2 separate regions of the Muntiacus reevesi genome follow, and region 2 is linked to region 1. Evidence: chromatin contacts called from public Hi-C data. All regions are on one chromosome and are shown on one strand. The core of a region is the stretch at or near the end of the contact, and the rest is flanking DNA. Distances in the headings are between cores, read along the strand shown. Region 1 holds the start of ZSCAN20 (zinc finger and SCAN domain containing 20). Region 2 holds the start of GIGYF2 (GRB10 interacting GYF protein 2).

Evidence for each region. Hi-C and Micro-C count contacts between places; a contact is called where the count stands out from the background.
Region 2: a contact with region 1 is called in a Hi-C map of muscle, with 4 times the contacts expected there. The contact joins the promoter of GIGYF2 here to the promoter of ZSCAN20 in region 1. A contact is called at or near these places in 2 of 3 Hi-C or Micro-C datasets (blood and muscle).

What each region holds. Positions count from the first base shown.
Region 1 is chr1:170,743,654-170,747,499 of mMunRee1.1, reverse strand. ZSCAN20 (zinc finger and SCAN domain containing 20) reads left to right here and starts at 1,272. Exons shown (of 10, transcript XR_010660508.1): 1 at 1,272-1,302.
Region 2 is chr1:170,916,408-170,920,164 of mMunRee1.1, reverse strand. GIGYF2 (GRB10 interacting GYF protein 2) reads right to left here and starts at 1,626. Exons shown (of 29, transcript XM_065916857.1): 1 at 1,537-1,626.

The sequences.
Region 1 (3,846 bases), core at 23-2,522:
GAGGAGCCTGGTGGGCTACAGTACATGGGGTCTCAAAGAAACAGGTACGACTGAAGTCAGGTAGCACGCATGCAGTTATTATTAAACTCCTTTGCCAGATGTGACAGGCCCTTTACATATTTTCCCCATTTATTCCTAGCAGGTAGATGACATTATTGTAATTCCAATTTTATAGCTAAGAAAACTGAGGCATAAAGAGGTTAAGTAATTTGCCCCAGGTTTCACAATTAGTGAAACCAACTACATCCTGCATATGAAAGTACGAAATGTCAGACACAAGCAGTTTGACTTCAGAAACCTTGCTTTCCCTGCATTATCTCATATATCTTCACAATACCCTGCAATGTAAGTTCTATCACTTGCATTTTACCTACCAAAAAACTTAAGCCAAAAGAGACGCAGTCATTTGTTCAAGGCCACATAGCTGTGAAGTCACTGGGCTGGAATTTGGATCCTTGTCTGACTACAAAACTCACATTCTCAAACCCATGTTAGATTGCTCTTACTCCAAAGTATTCATAACGGAACAAAGCAACTGCATTTATATTAAAATTATTCTGGTGATTAATACTCTAATAACGATTAACATTCTTCCAGCACGCAGGAAGTGCCAAGCTCCCTACTATTTACATGATAATAGCTAATATTCCCTGTGTATTATTAAGACCCCGGTTCTGAGTTAATCGTTTTATGTGTATTATTCCAGTAAGTCTCACAAAAACCCAGCGACACGGATGCGATTATTATCTTCACTTCACAGGTGAAGAAAGCGAGATTCACCATTGATCCAAAGTTACGCAGCTTAACTGTGAACTGGAAATTGAACCTACTATTGTCCAACTCTCTCCCGCCCTCCAGGTGCGTCACCTCTAGTCACCCTCTCTCCTTATTTCTTATTGTTTCTGCTTTGATCTACCCCCGGCCTCCGAATCTTGCTCCGCGCTTCAAGAGACTCCGCCCCTTCGACTTGAATGCCCGCCCCCTGGGCGGTGCCGTTATTCCAGAGCCTGTGGAAAGGACCGGGATCACAGCAGGCCCCGCCCCCATGCGTAATAATTTCTTTCGATTTGTTCTGGTGCCGGGGACACGGAGGAGATGGTGCATCTATTGGCTGACAACACCTGCAAGACCGCAAACGAGGAGGGGGCGGGGCCACACGCTTGCGCTCACGCGGTTCCTTCTGGGAGTTGTAGTCACAGACGCGCCATTCACGGGGTGGCGCGGTTCGGACTCCGCGTCCCAGCATTCCCTGCGCGAGTCCTGGAGCACTTCCGCCCTGTTGTGAAGTGGGTGTCTCGGTGGGTGAGTCCGGGTGGCTGGGCGAGGGCAGCTGAGACTCAAGGCTCTGGGCTGGAGGAGACTTAGGACGTGGTGGTTATCATAGGGGGTCGGGGAAGGTGAGACGGGAGAAAGAAGCTTTTATGTGGGCTGGGGAGTGAGGGACGGTCAGAGGATGAAGCGTCCGGAGATGGAAAGGGTCATAGAGGGGTCGGGGATGAGGAGGTAGGTAGAAGGCCCTTGCAGTGATGAGATTCTTAGAAAGCTCTGTAGTTGAGGAGGATCGGAAGAGGTTCTGAAGGTGGAAGGGTCTAGAGACCTCATAGGGAAGAAGAGAGGGTTCTGGGGCCGTGGCAAGAAGTGAGGGAAAAGGGCCTGAGCTTGAAGCCTGACCTTAAAGAGAGTGTTCGAGCCTCTACCTGCTCATCTAAAACAAACATTTGATACCCGCATACACTTTCTCTAATGGTCATGACCTCTGGAACCCAGAGGGTGGGCTCTTGTGTTCTGCGCTCAACCTGCACTTCTTTCCTTCTGCCTGATGGAAGTAAATGTACCAACATCCTCTTTACCCAGGTGCCCTCTGATTCCCCTTGCATTCTTCCACATCCAGGGATCTTCAGATCTTTTAATTTCGTTAATGTATGTTGAGTATTTCCTTATCAGGGATTTTGTTGAAACCTACACTTTGTCACCTTCACAGGTTGGACAGACATGTTGTGGCTGCTGTGATCTGTTGAACCCACAGATCAGATTAGGCCTTCTACTTAAAAACCTTCATTAACTCCCATCACCTATGGAATTAAGTCCAGATAATTTAGCCTGACATTCAAGACCCTTCATGAACTCCTTTTCCATCCTAGTCTTTGTGCTGGCAAGGTTATCGCCATATCTTGGGGAGGCTGTTTGATTTTCCACCATTATACATGCTGTTCTCTCTGCTCAGAATACACGTTCCCCCCAATCTCTGCTCAGAGACTCAGTCTTTTTTTCTTTTTTCTAGAACCAAATCAAAGGTTACTTTCTTCATTTAAGTCACCCCCACACCCCAGCTCCCACAGACCTCTTTTATTGCATTTACCACATTTGATCATAATTGTCTGTGATTTTTCTATTGTTGTTGTTGCTTCCACTATACTGTGAGTATCTTCAGGACAGGAACACTTTCTGCATCACCTCCATTTCCCCATTGCCCAGCCCAGAGTAGTAAGTACTTAATATATTAAAATCAAGTAAATCAGTAAATGCTTGATGAATATGTGAATAAAGACTGTCCAGGGTGAGCATTGCTGTACCAGGCTTGAAGACTGCTACTTCTAGTGGATTTCTAGGGCTGTGAGCTTTAGTATCCTGTCAGGGTTGTCTTTGCTGTCAGCTGGTTCAGTGCCAACAGGACTTTAAACCAGACGTGGCAAATGCCCATAATGTGTGCTCCTTCGCCCCCTCCTGTGTCTGGCGGTCGCAACTTATTGATCACAGTACATGTTCACATGGGATCATGGGATGCAGAGTCCTTAGCACAGTTGACTGTAGTTGGTGCTTTAAATGAAACCTGTTTGCTGTCCCTGGTTTAAGTCCTTAAGTGTAGGCTTGGGCTGCTCTAAGCAGTAGCCTGGACAGTCAGCCAAGTGAACTTGATAGCCTTTGGGAACTCCCAGTTTCTTTCTCTTTGGAGGTCACAGACTAGTCTTGGCCTTTCCCAGGAGACTGGGGCACATCTTCTCTTGCAGCCTGTCATTCACTGGGACGACGCCACTCCCCATGTCTGCATGCACACTCAGGGAGTCGGGATGCCTCCCTGCTTCTCTGGGTTTGTTTATAAAGGGAGCCTGGCTCTGATGACACGTCCTTCATTGCTGAGGGACTCTGTGCCCTTTCTAAATCTTCCTGGCTATTGGAAGAGACCTTTGAGATCATTTAGCTGAAAGGTGGCAGGGTAACAGCCCATGCTGAATGCAGCCTACCATCACGCTCTAGTTAGTCCTCACAGTGTTTGAAACAGTTTTGAGTTGGTTGCCAACATTTTGGAATCCAGAGTTCTGGCTCCTCTGAGAAAAGCTGGAAGGCCTGTGAATACTGGGTCAGTTGTGTCCTGGTGCTCTATAGTTGGCTGCAGTCGCTACTCCATCCATGTACTCACTTACATTGCCTAACCCCATGCCATTCACATATGCAGCCACTGGTTCTAGTCTTCCTGTCCTTTGCTATGCACCGTCTTACTAGTTGGGGAGCCTGGGGCACCCGATGAGTAGGGTCTGGCTACTGTAGTCTGGATAGGCGGCTGCTAAGGCCATGTGACCTGCCCAGAGTCACGCAGCTGGTAAAACGCAGAAGTGGAGCTGGTACCCCGATCTGCTCACTCCTGCCTTCACGCTCTCTCCACTCTCCATACCGTCTTCTCAGTCGTTTGGATGACTGTCTCATCTGTGGAATGGTTAGGAGAAGTGACCGGAGAAAATGAACCTGGGCTTAGATCTCAACTCTGCCACTTGCTGGTGGTGGAACATCACACGAATCTTCACAGAAGCTCAGTTCCTTATATGTAAATTGGGGATGTAGTGAAATCAT
Region 2 (3,757 bases), core at 377-2,876, 170 kb before region 1:
ATAGTACCTTCTCCCTTCTTCAGTCTCAAAATCCTAAATGTACAGAAAAGGCCAAGGACAGAAAAGGGTCAAAGCCTTTTCTTCTCTAGTGAATCACAACCATTACCTGTGTACTTCCCATTGTTAAATGTCTGTGTGACATTAAGGACTGTGTGACATTTTTCCAGATACATCCCACTTTTTAAACTTTTTTCTAGTGTCTTCTACTGAAGTCAACATTTGTTGGGACAGAAATGTACATGTTCCACTTTGAGCACTACACTAACTAGTTAAATGCATAAAAACATCAAGGAATGAGGCAACATATTTGTGTTCAAAATCAACAAACTCTGACAGGCCAGAGCTGCAAATACTAGGATAAAAGTTAAGTGTTCAAAAACGGTGACAATTTTTTCTAATTTAGAAAATCATTAGATTCTAAAAAGTAAATACTATGTAAGGGGAAAATATCTTCCATGCATACACACGGGTAACCAAAACTGCCTGTAATCCAAGGTATAAAACACTGAGTAAGTATAATCCAAGGTACACAACACTGTATAAGAAGCTGGTCACAGGTTCCGGCCCCTTTCTCGATCTCTTGCAAGTTAAACTGAAATACTTACCTTTCTTACAGAGAAAATAGATGGGCTTAAGTGTTCTTTCAGGGAAAGAAAGAATTTTTTAAAAAACAAAAACCCAGTGCTAGATAAAGGCAAAGCAACGTAACTGGTTCCCGAACACGGTCAGACAATCTGCTTCTCTATACCCTCTTCCCTGGTCGCTTGGTTTATGTTTCAGCCAGAAAACTGAATTGATTCTGAGTGCTTTCGTGGGGAACTGCGGTCACTCAAGGCTAATGACCATTTCAACCTGACGTGAAGGCTCGGATCCCAAAGCTGCCATAGGTTCTGTCCTACTCTTCCCGACCTCCGTCCCAGGTTCGGATCATGGCTCCACCTTGGCTTCGGGCCTGCTCAAGACCCGGTCCTCTCGCCGCGGAAGGAGTCTCCCCAGTGCAGATGCTCGGTGAGGCAGGCAAGGGCGCATCTCCCCGAGGCCAGGTGTGGGGAGGAGCGCGGGCAGAAGCAGCTGTCTGGCCGCAGCAGCTGTTACCCCGGGCACCCCGAGGCTGGGCGGGCGGCTGGCCCGGAGGAGCAGGTAGCGGAAAGGCGAGCTCTCTGGCCCTGAGCGAGCCGGCCTGACACTGTCCACCCATCACCCTCCTCCCTTCCTCGGCTCCCCCTGCGATGCCAACGGGCCCGGGAGGGGCGGGCTCCCCAGCTCGACGGCAGAGACGCGCCAGGGTCCGGCGTGCCCCCGGCCGGGGAGGCGGCTCCCTCCCGCCCCGCACCTGACCTGTCCGCTCGCCTGACGCCCCAGCCGGCCGAGGCGGCTGCCGGGCGGCCTGGGGGTGTCCATGCGGCTGGGCAGGGTCGGGCCGGAGCGGAGGGGACGCCAGAGCGGGCGGCAGGCCCAGGAGAGCCAGGCAGGCCGGCGGAGCCCGGGCCGCGGAGCGGAGCCGGGCAAAGGGAGTGAGACCGAGTCGCTGGTTACCTGCGGTCCGGGACAGGGGAGACTCTCGGAACCCGTCAGTCCTCAGCCTCAACAACACAAGATGGCCGACACGTCGCCACGCACGTCACGTGACAGCGCGCTGGCTGCGCCCCGCCCCCGCTCCGCCCCCGCCCCGCCCCTCCTCTCCTCCCTCCCCGCTCCTCCAGCCTCCCACGACGTCCTTCCTTTCCGCCGCCTCCCTCCCGTCTTCCCCGGACACGCCCCTGCCCGAGCCCCGGATGTCAGGCGGGAGGAGGGCGGGGCCGCGGCAGAGCGCAGGCGCCTGCGAGTCCCTGGGCAAGAGCTCTCCCCGCTTGCCCTTGAGTTGAGTGGAGTTGGTATCCATAGTTGGATCTGGGCCAGTCGCCATGTGACTCACCGTCGTGTGCGCCCAGTCCAGAGCCCATTAGCAGTTCAGAAAGCTCTTCATCGTTTAGGAGCTGATTTTCCACACCAGAACTTTTCCACAGGTTTTCGTTCCGCCTTTTCCCTGCTCATTAGCCATCCTAGAGAAAAACGGGGACGTGACACGCTGAAATTCAAAGCAGTTTGTCTGCTTCTTAACGGTTCTGGTAGAACTGGGAATTCATTCTAGAGTCTTGGAATCTGACAGCTGGGGAGGACTTTAGAGATCAAGTCCCTCCTAGTGCGTCTCGGGCTATAACTCTTGTGCCTAAATATCTCTTTACTTGCGGATTGCCAGGTAAAATACAGGCCACCCAAGCAGCATCACGACATACACTAAAAAATTATTCACTGCTTTTTCTGAAATTCACGTTAAACTGGGTACCCTGTATTTTTCTTTGGTACATAAGGCAACCCTACCCTTCTCAGGTCATCCCATTGTTTCCTTGTGCCTTCATCCTCTCCCTTATTTACAGGATCCTTCCTTTTACCTTTTAAAATACTCAAGTATCTTTCATCTTACAATTGAATGTTAAAACCTTCCAATTCCCCCTACAACAACCTCTCCACCTCTTTATTCCCTTTCAAAGCCAAACAGCACATGGGACTTTTCCTGGTGGTCCAGTGGCTAAAACTCCACACTCCCAGTGTAGGGGGCCAAGATTCAATCTAGTCAGGGAACTAGATCCTGCATGCTGCAACTAAGAATTTTCATGCTGCAACTAAAGATCCCACGCGACTCAGCTGAGACCCAGTGCAGCTAAATAAATACTTTCATTTTTTAAAAAGTCAAAAAGCACAGAAGAGGTGTTTTTAAGTACTTTCCTGACTTCTGTACCTAGCAAGCAGTTATCAACCATTCTAATGTGATTTCAATCCTGACTGTTCACCCATTGCTTGCTCAGCCTACAAGTTGATAACTGGAGTTTTTCAGTCCTTATCTTTTTTTTTTTTTTCAGTCCTCATGTTAACTCAAGGGCTTCCTCAAAGGCTCAGCCGGTAAAGAATCTGCCTGCAATGCAGCAGACACAGGAGTTGTGGGTTCAATCCCTGGGTCAGGAAGACCCCCCTGGAGGAGAAAATGGCAACCCAGTCCAGTATTCTTGCCCGATAAATCCCATGAACAGAGGAGCCTGGCAGGCTACAGTCCAAAGGAACACAAAGAGTCAGACACGACTAAGCAACTGAGCACACACACACACACAACTTGACTTGGTTCTTCCCCATTTTCAATGTCATTGACCACTCCCTACTTCCTGAAATACTTTCTCTCTTCACCTTTATGCTCTTACTGCTCAAAATATGATCAGTGAACAAGCAGTATCAGCATCACTTGGAAATTTGTTGAAAGACAGAATCTTGAACAGGTTCTTCACAGTCCCAATCTGCTGAACTCTAGAATCTCTACCATCCACATTGTCCCCCTTTCTTTCCTCTATCCCCTGAGTTTAATGCTCCAAATATGACCATGTATGAAGGTCCTCAAATATGCCAGTCTGTTTTAGCCTTTGCACATGTTGTTCCCTCTTGTTATGATGCCATTCCCAATACTTAACCCACTTTTTGCCAACAGGCAGAACTCCTGCTCATCTTTGAAAGCCTAAATCATGTGTTACTGATGTGGCTTGTCGTGCCACATCTCTGAGGCTATGCCATCCATGCCCGTAATTTTATATATGTATAAAATATATATACACAAAAATTTGTATATATTTAAGGTATAATTTATATACAATAAAAATAAGCATTTTAAGTATGCATTTATATATATATATATTTAAGGTATAATTTACATACAGTAAAATTTAACATTTTT